Linked DNA regions of Mus musculus: regions 1 and 3 are each linked to region 2. Evidence: chromatin contacts called from public Hi-C data. All regions are on one chromosome and are shown on one strand. The core of a region is the stretch at or near the end of the contact, and the rest is flanking DNA. Distances in the headings are between cores, read along the strand shown.

The links. Hi-C and Micro-C count contacts between places; a contact is called where the count stands out from the background.
Region 1: a contact with region 2 is called in a Hi-C map of uterus, with 2.3 times the contacts expected there. The contact joins two enhancer-like sites. A contact is called at or near these places in 14 of 484 Hi-C or Micro-C datasets (the 3T3-L1 cell line, the C2C12 cell line, the HPC-7 cell line and 7 more), 2 of 115 datasets of contacts at active chromatin or transcription factors (embryonic fibroblasts and embryonic stem cells) and 1 of 9 other capture datasets (embryonic stem cells).
Region 3: a Hi-C map of uterus shows a contact between it and region 2, with 4 times the contacts expected there. The contact joins two enhancer-like sites. A contact is called at or near these places in 15 of 484 Hi-C or Micro-C datasets (3T3-L1-derived adipocytes, the C2C12 cell line, adipose-derived mesenchymal stem cells and 7 more), 2 of 115 datasets of contacts at active chromatin or transcription factors (embryonic stem cells and fibro-adipogenic progenitors) and 3 of 9 other capture datasets (adipose tissue, embryonic stem cells and pancreatic islet).

What each region holds. Positions count from the first base shown.
Region 1 is chr7:66,439,968-66,444,373 of GRCm38.p6, forward strand. No RefSeq gene overlaps it. Among named protein-coding and RNA genes, the nearest start is that of Gm33515, 14 kb to the left of the region's middle. Within about 2 kb of position 2,769, at least 30 of the 459 cell types and tissues checked have an H3K27ac peak or open chromatin away from gene starts, as enhancers often do. A contact at or near this core is called in uterus, where this site is marked.
Region 2 is chr7:66,527,108-66,531,419 of GRCm38.p6, forward strand. No RefSeq gene overlaps it. Among named protein-coding and RNA genes, the nearest start is that of Gm33570, 53 kb to the right of the region's middle. Within about 2 kb of position 1,969, at least 23 of the 459 cell types and tissues checked have an H3K27ac peak or open chromatin away from gene starts, as enhancers often do. A contact at or near this core is called in uterus, where this site is marked.
Region 3 is chr7:66,648,493-66,653,308 of GRCm38.p6, forward strand. All of the region lies in intron 5 of Asb7 (ankyrin repeat and SOCS box-containing 7), which reads right to left. Among named protein-coding and RNA genes, the nearest start is that of Asb7, 39 kb to the right of the region's middle. Within about 2 kb of position 2,594, at least 47 of the 459 cell types and tissues checked have an H3K27ac peak or open chromatin away from gene starts, as enhancers often do. A contact at or near this core is called in uterus, where this site is marked.

The DNA of each region.
Region 1 (4,406 bases), core at 1,519-4,018, 86 kb before region 2:
CCCAAGCTAGCAGCCTTGCTCTGTCTCTCACCATGGGATACCCACAGGACCCTGTAGAACCCTTACCATCAGGAGCTTCTCCGGATGCTGCCCTTTCCTCAGACCTGCCAGCCTCCAAACTATAAGAAATCCATTTCTTCTCTTTATAAACCACTCTGTCTACTGTATTGCGTTTTAGCTACACTGAAATGGGGGCATCTGCTTTGGTCCTTAATATAGCAGTGTGAGAAGATGCTGAGGCCTATTGGGAGGTGGTTGGGTCACTGTACCCCTTGATGGTGGGATTGAGGTAGTTCTCATGGGCCCTTGTATAGTCTCTGTGAGAGGATTGCTACTTAAAAAAAAAAGTGAACTTGACCCTTTCTCTCAGGCATCCTGTTTCATCAAATGGCCTTTTCTGTATGTGTTTCTCCCATGTCATGAAGCCGCCACTGACCTTTTAAACTTTGTAACAGTGACCTAAATAAATTCCTATTACTTGGTACATGACTCAGCCTCAGACAGTTCATTATAGCCAGTGAAAAGATACTAAAACGATATCACTTTGTCCAAGAGGCCAAGAATGGAGGACACATGAAATCAGGCTGTAGAGACTGGGAACCAGAGTGTCTTTCCCATCTTTGATGGTACGTTGTCCTGGGCAGGTTCCTGTGACTCCTTTAGTCTTGCCCTTCTTATCTCAAGCATCAGAGAGCCACACCCACTAGGAGGCACAGTGGCTAGACCTCTGAGATAGCCCTGAATGGCATCTCTCCGTGTCCACATCCGTGTGCAGTCCCTCCTTCCCATGCTAACTCAGGGGTGGCTTCACCCCTGCACTGCCTCAGCTCTACAACACACTGGGGATGCCACATCCACCTGAGTCTAATCTTTAAGGACTTCCTGTGTCTTCCTCTGCACTTTTGTGGGCCTGAGCCCCCATGTAAGAAGTTCAGATATCTCTCAGGAGTAACTCCATGAAGAAGCCATGTTGGAAGAAAGAGGCTCCACCATCCCAGAGAGAGGCGGATACAACTGTTCCAATATCTTGACTGAGCTATTCCTACTGAGACTCCAGAGAGGTAAGTCAAGCCACCCTGGATGACTATGATTAGTGAGAGACTCCAGGCAAGACCAGCAGGGGACATGTGAGCTGAGATCAACTCTGCCCTTAGGACCCTAAGAAAGACTGGCGAATGCTAGGGAGTTTGGGGCTGTCTGTCATGTGACAGAAGTCATGGGACCTAGCACAAAGTACCTATATAAGTCCCACTGTGAGGACTAGAGGTACTAAGTCCCAGGTATGAGGTCACAGGCTCTCTAGTTTCCCCTCTTTCTCCTCAGAAAATAGGCCATGTGTTCCACCCCCAATCTGCCAAAAGGCTGACTGGCCTTTGAAGTGGTGGCTACTGCACATGGGGACAGGGATGGGATGGGTAGGGGACATGAGCCTAGTCTACCCCAACCCCCTTGTAACCATAAGATGAGTTTAGGGTGCTATCTAATGCCTGGATCCATGTCCCTGGGCAGGTAGGCTAGGCCTGGTTAGGTCATGTGGTGTGGAACTCCCCCTGTTATCCCTCTGCCATTTCACCCCCTCTAAAAGCAAAAGCCAGAAACCCTCTTTATTCTCCCACGTTTTTCTTCAGGGAGTTGAAGGTACTTTTCTTACTCCATCATCATGCAGTGGATGGTGTCTGTCTCTCAATGCAGCTCCTTTCTGGACCTGAAGGTCTGCTTCTCTCCCTCAGGGTCCCGACTCCTATCCCAGCTCCTCTTGGGTTTTGAAGGGGAGGCCCTCTCCTTCTCTTCCTCTGGGGACCCCATTGTGATGTGATGCTGTATCTCCCTAAGTCACTCCCCCACTTTAAGGCCCAGCCACAGCCCCTGTGAGCTCAAGGCCCTCCCCTAATAAGACTCATCCCAGAGTCTAATCCTGTGGCAGCTCCTTCCCTGAACCTGCGGCAGGTGTTCAGGCTGATCTGACCCCGTCATACGCACAGGTAGCGGGTGCTTCTCCTGTGTGCGTACTCAGAGCGGTGCACAGGTAATCTCTCCCAGGCCCTGACTTGTGATATCCCGGGATCTTGTCTAATTCTATGGCAAAAGGCAGAAGATGAAGGAAGTAAGGGACCGAGGCTCCATAAGACGAATCAGGAAACAGGAACCCTCAACACCAGAGGTACTGGACCATTTTAAAGCTGAAGGTGGTCTCTGAGAGGTGTAGGCAGGCCCTCCCCACCCCCATCCCCAGCAGCAGATGTGAGAACTTCAGGAGGATCCTAAAGGCTACTACCTGCTTACAAACTCAATTTAATAACTGCATGGGAGAAATATTTTCAAACGTCTCTCTTTCACTCTGTCCGCCGTGCCCTTTGTTCCCCTCTCCCACATCAGTGTTGTGTGTGAGGGGGTCTGGAGCCAGCTCATCTAGATATGCAGGCCAGACAAATGTAAAACATGCTGATTTCTTCTTCTTCTTTTTTTTTTCTTTCAACAGCTAGTCCTGCCAAGCCCACTTCAAGGAAAAGGGCTGCATCATGTTAGCCCCATTTTGGGGAATGGTGGGAATGTCTTCTTTCTTTTTTTCTTTCTTTCTTCTTCTTTTTTTTTTTTTCTCTAGGTTTCCGCCTGTGGTTACCTTGCTAGGCTTCTCAGGCCCTTTGTGTCCCTCTGTCAGCTACATCTCAGCCCTTCCTGGCTCGGTTCCTCAGCACATCTGCTGTGGGCTCAGGGCCCAGGCATTGTCCATTAGCGGCTCCATACAGAGAGGCCTCCGCAGTGGCTGCACAGCTGGAGAGAGACCATACCCATGTATACACAGGCTCCCTGCCTGTCCCCCTCTACCCTGAGTGTTAGAAACTCAGGTTTCCTGTGAAATCATTGCCTTTGTAAACCAGGAACCATGCATGCAGCCGAGTTCCACAAGCCAATGCAGCCTCAAATGTTTCCTTCTCAGGAACGTCCCTGTGTGGTTGGGATGTTGAGATGTTGTTGAGAAAATATGCGCTTTGAGAAGGGGAGGAGAAAACAAGAGCTCCCTAGTCTGGGGCAAAGAGCCTTTACGGAGTGTCATTAGGAGTCCTGGCTGCTGTACACACTGGGGAACGTGTTTACAGTTGCTCCCTTGAAATGTGAGTTACAACTTTAACTTTGCCTAAGGCCTTTTCAGGATCTGAACTGGTTTCTTCGAAGGCATGGCACCACTTTACTATGCAACAGCCTGACATGACACTAAATCATTTTTTAGTTTCATCGAGTTGAGCCAGAGCCAAGGTATTCTCGGGTTGGGTTTGCACGTCAGCCTTTTAAAATAGATCTACAGTTAAAAAGAAACACACTAGAAAATACTTATCGCGTCAGTTCACTCCTGTTGTTATCCAACAATGATCTCTGTCTTCTGCAAGACACCTTAAGTTCTAGGGGCCCCAAAGGATGGCTCCAATTTCCATGCATCAGCGGCTGTTCCCCGATGCCTAGCCTGAATGCCACACGGCAGCAGGAGAGGGCCGGAAGAGGCGGCAGGCCATGGCAGAATGGGAGCCACACTTTTCCAAGGATGCCACAGTTAGGCAGCTCCACCAGGCCTAGGAAGGTACAAGAGCCTTTGTGATGAGATATTACGGTGATGCCTCAGTGAAGTTACCACCTTGCTGTGCTCCATCATCCTTCCTATGGACCCTGGATCCACTGAGGGCCAGAGTTCTCTCAGGAATCTTCCATCCTCTGCACCAAACTTTCCCTTCCCTCTTCCTTAACCCTACCATTGAAATATCTGTCTTGACTGTGGTGGATTATCCACATGCTGGCCTCCCTACCAGTGAGAAGAGGGTCCAAGGTCTTGCTCTTGAATATTCCAGACAGCTATGCTGCAGAAGCCCTCGTAGGTACTTCAAGTGGGATGCAGAGGCATAGCGTTCAGGACAAGTTCCCTGTTCGTACCCAACGCTCAGCACAGACCCCCATCTGTCTCTCATGTCTTCCTCACCACTCTTTTGGACCAGTCCCATGCTGCTGATCTGGGGCTCTCCAGCCACATTCAGTTCAGAACACAGTCCGGAGGTGAGATAAGTGTGAGGACGTCGGGTGTAGACGATGGGAATCTTCTTCTAGTTGCAATCACTTCTAGCAAGCTTCCAGAGACAATGGGACTGGGCAACCCTGAGGAAGAGGTAGGTGGCTAAGTAGAGGGTAGTGTGGTTTGCTGGCTCAGAGTGCTAGGGAAAAATGCAGTCTGTGGACAGGGCTGTGGCTTGGTAGCACAACACTTGCCTGGCATGCTCAGGACCCTGGGATTGGTTTCCTCCAGCACTAAGGAAAGGGGTGGACAGGGTGTGTGTGTGTGGAAGACGAAAGGAAGGGAGGGAGAAGGAAGGAAGGAAGAAGAAGAGGGAAAAGCTGATCTTTTTAAAAATTTTTATTTATTT
Region 2 (4,312 bases), core at 719-3,218:
ATTCTATCACAGGAACTTCATTTGGGGATTGTTTCCCCCACAAAGCAGTGTTGGAACAAGGTCTCTTTTTCCAACTCGAATCTTGGGATTTTCCTATGTCCCCCGTCCCCCCCCCCCCCGTGGGACCAATAGAATCAGGCCACCCAGCTCACTAGGACTCTCACCTTTTCTCGCCCCAAATGCCAGCCAGCTCTGTTCTTTTCTTTGTTTTATTAATTATTGTATTTATTTACAGTCCAAATGCTGCCCCCTTTCCTGGTCCCTCCTCCACAAGTTCTTTACCCCATCTCTCCTCCTCCTTGCTTCTGAGAGGGTGCTCTACCACCCACCCACCTACTCCCACCTCACCCTTTTAGCATCCTCCTTCCCTGAGGCATCAAGTTTCTACAGGATTAAGGGTATCCTCTTCCACTGAGGCCAGACAAGGCAGTCCTCTGCCACATATGTAGCAGGGGCCATGGACCAGCCCATGTATGCTCCTTGGTTGGTGGTGTAGACCCTGGGAGCTCTGAGGGGTCTGGTTAGTTGATAGTGTTGTTCTTTCTATAGGGTTGCATTTCCCCTCAGATCCTTCAGTTCTTCCCATAGGGGCCCCTGATCTCAGTCCAGTGGTTGGCTATATCTGCATCTGTCTCAGTCAGATGCTGGTAGAACCTCTCAGAGGACAGCCATGCTAGGCTCCTGTCCTGTCTAAAGGAAATGCAGAGACAAAAAAAAAAAAAAAAAAAGAGTAGAGACTGAAGGAAAGGCCATCCAGAGACCCGCTCAACTTGGGATCTATGCCACGCACAGGCACTAAACCCCCACACTATTACTGATGCCATGTTGTGCTGTAGGCCTCTTTCTTTTGGGATGTCCCAATCCACTCCCATCCCACGTTAAAAACCTCGAGGAAGCTTCTGATTGGTTTAGCATTTGACTAGAGTTGTCTGCATTGGCTAGTCTTTGACTGAGAGTCTTCTGATTGCTCTATCCAGGATTCTGATTCCTCTGAAGACTCAATTGCCTTTGGCCGTCTGGGAGAGGAGCACTGAGTTCCTCCAGCAGGCACAGAGGTTTCAGCAGAAGCCATAGTAGAATCACACCAAACCTTGCAGAGTTCTGAGTGGGGCTGCCATTCTAGACAGATGGAGAATAAGCATCATTGCTTCAGCTGCTCCAAACTAGAACAGCTTAATCAAAGGAAATTTCCTCAAGACTCTACACACTTCCTAGAAGTATGTGAGTTAATATAGTGACTTCCCAGAGGACTGAGGAAGCCTGTGTGCCATCAGGAAAGAGCCTTTGCCCCAAGCAGTCCATCCAGGCTGGCTGGTCCTCTGATCACAGGACTCAGAAGTATCTGAGATGGCAGTGCTGGAAGTGGTTTAGTGCTTCCAGGAAAACCAAGGCTGTCTGGGAAGGAAGTGCTCAGGAATGCTTTTCCTGGTTGGTGGTCACTCACTCTGTTGTTACATAGTTTCAGCTCTGGTCCAGCAGACTCACAAGCGTGTGCAAGGAGGGAGCATGTCTCAGCTCCTGTCCTAGCCCTCAGTGACTGTATCAGCAAACAATAATGATGGCCTTCTTGTCTAGACTCCTGTGGGGGAGCCCAGGAAAACCAGCCAGGGCATGCTTCTTATGTGCCTTGGGCTTCTGTTTCATGTTCTGTATAATGGGGATGTCAGAAGTCCCTCACCTCACAAGATGGAGAACCAAGTCCTTTGAAGCAAATACAGCACCCAGTGCTGAGCAGAATGGCTTGTAAACACCATGTCAACTGCTAATTCTCAGGAGCTGGGATTAAAAACTCAGGCCTACCAGGATTCCTCCTCAGATTGCCCTGCACTGCTCCACGTGGGAGTGCTGGGAAATCCATAGAAGGGCAGGAGCCCTCAGAATTGCTGAGAAAGTCTCCAGCCCATGGCAGGCGAGGCCTCTACATCTGGAGCTGTAGGCTGCCAGCCTGGGTGGATCATTCTGGCAGCTCTCGGGAAGGCAGGGCTTGTGGAGGTGGCCCTGAGGCCCAGCAGCTGTTGGTCATCCCAGGAGGGCAGTGTTGTCATAGACTTGGCCAGGCAGCTAAGGCTAAAAAGCTGATCTAATGTGTCCATGCTGGGCTTGTCTGGGTTGTAAAACTCTACAACAGTCTAAAGCAGAGGAGATTCAAAGGATGGTAAATCTCCTTACCGCCCGTGCTCCTGGCTTTCAGGTGGGGTGGGTGGAAAGAAGAAGCTTCGCCAGGCAAGACAGTGAAGTCAAAGCTACAGAAGGTGGAAGCTCAGGGCCAGGTTTTTATCTCCTCTGTCCAGTGCCTATGGCTCCCTCTGCACATGTTCACCAAGCAGAGACTTTGCTGGGCCTGGGGCTAAGGGAGGCACCAAGGAGAGCAACAGTTATGGGGGAGGTAGCATATGACATCCCAAAGTCAGGAAGACCCCCACAAGCTCTCACTGTGCCTTCTGGCTTGGAGGGAAGCCAGACACCCTGATCCTATGAACAAGATGTCATGGCTGGCCTGTTATTGTAATCCCTAAAGGTTTAGAGGATAACCCCTCCTACTATAATCCCAGGCTTCCAAAATCTTTTTCCTATAGTGAACATAAAGACTTGAGGAAATCCTTGGAAAAGAGAGATGGGGAAAGAAAGCCAACTGAGCACCAATGTTCACCTCTCTCTGCTTTCTACCATAGATACAATGTAGCCGATCAAATGCTTCTGCCATCATGATTTCTCCTACCATGGTGGACTGTGCCCTCTCAATACTGTGAGACAAATAAGCCTGCTCTCTTATCAACTGCTTCTGTTGGGCATTCTGCCACAGTGTCAAGAAAATCAGTCAATACATTGAGTTCTAACAGCTCAGCTGAGATACTCTACCATTACCCAATCCCAGTGAGCTTCAGATTAAAGGGTATGGCAGCCAGAACCCAATTGGTCCAGCAGGATTCCAGAGATCTCTACTGTATGCAAGTTGTGGCTCTCCAGACAGACCTCTGGGCTATGATGAGCAGTTTCACTCTGTTCTCTTCTGTGGGCTTTTTTTTTTTTTTTTTTTTTTTTTTTTTTTTTTTTTTTTGTCTGATTGGCTCAGGTTGCTCTGATGTAGCAGAACAGATAGTCAAGTCACCTTCAAAAGTGATGGGGTTACCTTATTACTAAGATATCCTGGGCTGGACTTGGAGCCCACTGGCTGTAGAAGCTGAGGAAGCCCTGTGTGTCCTTTTCATCTCCTTCCATGTGTCTCCTGTCACCAGGCAGCAAGATTGTAAGAAATACAGACAGTGAACTTCAGGAGAAAGAAGAGAGGAGGAGAGAGGGTGGGGAGGGTAGGTAAGCCTATCTTGTTTCTGGTCTCTTGGTCCCAAGCCTTCAATCTGTGAAAGAGAGCACAGGCATCTCACCCCTTACTGTGAATCCTGAGGACAGGATCAGGTTCTTCTGGGGGCAGGGGCAGGAGTGGATTTTTGGCCTTCGTGTATTTCAAACATTCTTCCAAATGGATACTTACATGTCTCCAGGTCACAGGGCACAGACTGGCCTGAGGGTCATTAGAATGACTACTGGAGTTGCCTCCTCTCCCTGGCCCAAATATTCAGGAGGAATTATGGGTCTCCAGGGCACTCCTTGTCTGACCCCTCCTCCTTAACTGTGCTGTAGATATTACTGGCTGTGAAGCCTCACCAGGTATCCAGCCACGTTACTCAAAACACCACCATGTATAGGTCCAAGCTGTATAGAGATCAGAGATGGGAGTCAGGATCTAGCCAGTGCTAGAACCTCTCTGCTCAGTCCAGTGCTGCTGGGCTCTTGGGAAGGGGACTGTAGGTAAGGGGGCTCTTTCAGGTTGAAAGCCAGCCAAGCTTTCTAATATCACAGTCATCCAGACCTCTGCTTGGTCTCCTTGGTCTCCAGACTTCTTTTACATCTCTGATCATAGTCCTAACTCTACCTTAGGACTTGCCTGCTTTCTGCTTCACAGAGCAAATTTGGGACCAAGAGATCAGGAACAAGAGGGGCCTCTCCGCTCTGAGTACCTTGGTATCCCTCCTTCCCCACCCCTACATCTCCCAGTCTCTCAGCACCTGCCCTACATCCCCCTGCTCACTCTTCCTCCAATCCTTTCCTGGTGGTAACAGCTGTGAAGAATTAGGTGCTGGACAGTGGCTCCCGCCCCGAGGGTCGCAGAATGATTTACGTCACTGTGGGAGAAGAGCAGCTTTTCCTCATTATTCCACGCAACAGCATATGTCTCAGGCTCTTCTTGGCGGCTTTTCATGGACTTTCTCTCCTCTCAAAGTCTTGCCTCTCACCTGACTTGGACAGTCTGCTT
Region 3 (4,816 bases), core at 1,344-3,843, 120 kb after region 2:
GATGAGAGTCTAATACAAAGGGGAGCTTCCATGAGCAGGTGGTTTCTCTATGCCTCAGTTTCTCCACAACAAAACATGGCCTGGTTGAGATGCTCTCTGGGGTGGCCTGTTTTGACTCTGAGGCTAGGACACTGCAGCTTCTCTACAGAGCTCTTTGCAAATGACATCCTGCTTGCCTGTTCATTGTCAGCATCTAGGGAGTTTGAAAGCCACCTTAAGCTAGTCTGAATCGCTAGCTCACAACCATGGTTGTCACTGAATCCAAAAGAGAAGCAATAAAATCCAAAGTCTTTTCTCTCAACAGTACTGAATATTATCAACATAAGGAAAACTTGTTCAATAATGGTTCAGTAGGTGTCTGGAGTCACACAGGACATAACGGTATAAAAAGGCTATCCCATATTAAATACTTGCGGCTTCTTGTCCAACAGAAGTGTGTGATATGTCTAGAGTCCTTTTACCGTTTTACAAGTGAGGCATACGTAGCTCCACTCCATTTTACTAGTAGTCTCAGAGACATTAAGCAATGTGCTTCAAAACCCAAGGAGATAGCGTTTTTCAGAAGCCAGCAATCATTTAGTGTCAAATCCCATTATGTCTTTCAAAATTACTGAGGATACGAAAGAACTTTGTTGTGGGCCACATCTTTGGTGATGACCACATCACAAGTTACAACAGAAATTTTATAAATACCTGTAAATCCATTTAAAAGTAATTAAATCAAACCAACTGCATATTGAAATGAACAACATGATAAAAACTGTTTTACAAAACAGTCAAAGGGGTGTGGCACCCCTCACCCCCACCCCATTTGCCATGCTTTGTAACACATGGCTTTCCAGAGAATAGCTAAGCTTTCTTGTGTACATTTGCATTCAGTCTGTTGAAATAAAAACCACACCACATAGTCTCCGGAGAGGAGGAACATGAAGATGGGCAGATAACACCATACTGCTGCTATGAGCTCACGCCAACCTCATAACCTCCCTGGGAGGGTCCCAGGCTGTTCTTGGAGAAGCACCACTCTTCTGAGTACCTCATCTCTTGTTTGCACTGTTTTAATAGTGACAATGCAAAATCAAGTAATTTTTCCTAAGTGGAAAGAACTCCATAAGACTTAGAACTCCTGATCTAGCAATGACGCTTCGTAGAGGGGCACTTCTCTAGTGAGCGCAAGACCTCATCAGATTCAACTCCAAAACAGGAAGGAAGAAGAAAAGACTCTAGAAGGCCTGGGTGAGACCGCTGCTGCTCTCCATCAGTACCTCACCCATGGTCTCCTAGGAGCCTCAGGGCAGGAGAGCTCAGGCTCTCTCTCCATCATACACTGTCAGAGATACCTGCACCATTAGTGCTTAACTGAGTTTACCCAGCACCAAAGCATTTAAGACAACATTCCATTAAGTTCCTTATTTGTTTGCAGTGTTTCAGGGGAGGCTTGACGGGGGATTCTCTGGCAAAATAGTTCACTCACCCAGGGGCTGGTGAGGTAGTGCTGTGGCCACTGGGAGTCTACATGTTCTGGAATGCTCTGTTCAGTGGAGGTCCTAGGCCAACGCATATTGGAATGCTTTTCTCAGTTTCTAATTTTTCCTTTGTTTCTCCTTTAGCGACATGCCATGAATGACATCCTTTAATATTTTGGAAGAATGTGGTCTTTTAAAGCTCTTTTTAACCACATGTAACTCCTTACTGCAGAGCTGCCTTGAATGGTAAGGGCATACTGTAGTGGTTAAACTCAACAATCCTGGAGTCAGGACACATGCTTGGCTCCTAGTCACTCACAACCCACATGGTCCTCGCCAAGGTGTTTAGCCTGGTGCCTTAGTTTCTTCATAACAACACCTACCTCAAAGGTTGTATAAGAAGTAAAAACATTCACTGTGGCAAAGTGGTAAGACCAGTGTAAGGCAAACCGGAAATAACCAGAAAGCAAATTCTAAAAATATTAGTTGCTAAACACTTATAGGGATAGTTCTTCTCATTTTCAGGAAACAAGAAGGCCATTCTTGGAAAGTGGTCTTCATCTTCATGTGGAAAGATGGTAAGAAAGCAAGGCTGGAAAGGGGCAAGTAGTAGCCACTAGCAGGGAACAGTTGGCAAACTGCTGGAAGCCACTGTTATGACTTCAAAGGGCTGAATATGAAGACTTTTGCTGTGTAAAAGGACACACGGTGGCAGGGAGTGGGTGTCACTACCTCCCTGCGCACACCAAGAAGTGAACTCCGTTGGCTTGTCAGCATGCGGAGGCAACAGCAGGCTACTGGCAAAGGGCAGTAAGGGCACTCAGGGCTACTGTGCCTCCACACACATCTCGGGAATCCTTCTGCAGGGACAGCATCTTGGGACTAGGAGATCATGATTACAAGATTAATATTTATTTCTTGTCAACGGACCACAGGAAAGCATCGCCTGAGAACCCACTGCATGCTTACCATGCTTCTCTTCTTACAAAGAAGAGAAGGAAGGAGGAGCAGAGAAGAGGACACAGACGACAAGAGGAGGGACAATCAGCAGACCTGCACACACCACCCACTAGGCATCACAGGCAGCGAGGAAGTGCTGCTCCACAGTGGGCTGTAACAGGGAGGCTGAGGCCAGCTCCCCACAGACTGTAATTTATGGACTCATAAACACTGGAGGATGCAGCAGGAACTACAAGGTCTTCAGACTAATGAATGCCAATGGGATTACACAATAGTTCAAAGAGTTAATCTTTCCTAGTGTGGAGAAGCCTATCATTATTAATAACCAGGCTGGCACAAAATAGGAAATCTGCTGCTGACCGTCCCAGTTTAGAATCAAGAGGAAGCCTGAGGGGATAACTTAGAAAAGTACCTGTCCCAAAGGCCTCCCCACCTCTACACACACCTTGTGGCTTTCGTGAGGGAGGCCTAACTGATTTCTTAGGATAAAGATATCTACACTTGGGCACTAGAAAGATGACTCAGCTGCTAAAAGGGTGTGAGGTGGTCTTCCAATTTCCAGCACCCATGCCAGCTGCTCACCACCACTGATCACTCCAGTTCCAGAGGCTCTAACGCCTCCGGGCTTTGTAGACACCTGTACTCATGTACACAGACACCCATCCATAATTAAAAATAAATCTTTAAAGCATACTAATTACTCATAAAGGTAGACGAAGACCAAACATCTGAAACAGTCAAGGGTAACCACACAGAAGATGAAGTCCTAGGCTTCGCTGTAGAGGGGGACAGTGATACAGAGGGGAGTAGGCCAAGAAACCGAGGGCGCTTGCTGCCCTCCTCCAGACTGCTTCAGGGTCTGTCATTCCCTAGAGGGCCTCTTCATCTCTGCCAGCATCCAGGATGGTCTCCTAATATTTCTGTTTAATTCCAGCTCCCATTTTAAAATTTGACTTTTTATTTTTGAGACAAGGTCTCATTATGTCGCCCCAGCTGACCTGGAACTTATTGTACCAGGTTGGCCTACACTTCACAGAGATCCACTTGCCTTTGCCTTCTGTGTGCTGGGTTAAAGGCATGCCCTGCCACATCTAGCCAATGACACAGTATTCTTTTTGCTCTTGCTTCTAAAGTCCTCTCACTGGGACTAAGTATAAAGTGGGGTAAACAACTCTTGCTTTGTAGGTCCAATGGCCGGTTCTAGCTCCCTTAAAATAAAAATGGCAGTATTGACTTACAGTTCAAACATACAGTATCAGCTTTCTGGCATAAATTTATTGGTTACATTTTCCTCAGGTGGCTGAGCACTGGTGGTCTGAATGAGACGCCCTCCATAATCTTGGGCACAGAAATGCTTGGTCTCCAGTGGGTGGCACTCTTTGGGGTGCCTTAGGAGGTGTGGCCTTGCTGGAGGAAGTATGTCACTGGAGGTGGGCTTTGGGAGTTTAAAGCCATTCCTTTTGCTAGTTCACGCTGCCTGGTGCTTGTGGCTGCTGCTTCCTGTTCCTGCTGCCACGCCTTTGCTCTGCCCTTCAGCCTCTCATCCTTTCTTCTAGACATGCCTTGTCATGGTGTTTTATCACAGTGACTGAGAAGTAACAGAGTCAGGCAAAAGTGATCCGTGGTTTTCTCTCAAATGTCAAGGCATCTATAGGTACCAACCCTGACAGTAGGGATTTATAAACACCTCAAGAAGGTATGGAAGAAGAGCCTTTCAGGTTAGTGAGAAGAGAGGGATTTATTTAAAAGGATGGTCTCTGTGTCAAAGAACCTAAGATGTGGTGTTATCTAAATGACCACAGTGTTCATTTTTAATATGTTAACAGTAGAAACTCCTGTAAGGCTCTAAAGTAGATGATCTGGCAAAAGTTTCCAATTCACTAGGGAAAAAAAAAATGTAAAGACCCTTAGTTAAAACGAGTCACATGAATTCTCCACATAGAGAGTATACTTATAATAGGTCATCCCATAAAATAACAACAGAAGCACTAGGAATGAGCATAGTAGGTCAGGACGGTTGTCATCTAGGCTGTGTGTGTGGTGAAGCCACGGCATACTACTCTGGGCTGAATTTAGCTCAGAAAGCCACAGCCTGTTTGACGTCCTTAAATTTTAAAACACTGAGAGGCCATGCCTTTTGTTAGCCTGCATTTTTAAAAGGTGTGTGTGTGTGTGTGCATGTGTATGTATGACGTGAGGTGTGTGTGTGTCTGTGTTGGTGGTGCCAGGGATTGAACCCAGGGCCCCTTGCACACTAAGCACTTACTCTACTACAGAGCTTCAAAACCAAGTCTCCCCTGGCCCCCAGGCCTCAAAGGGTTTTTTCTCTTTTTTTCTTCATTTTTACTTTTAGTCTCAAGTCTTATTTCTGTAAACATAGTACTTTGTGT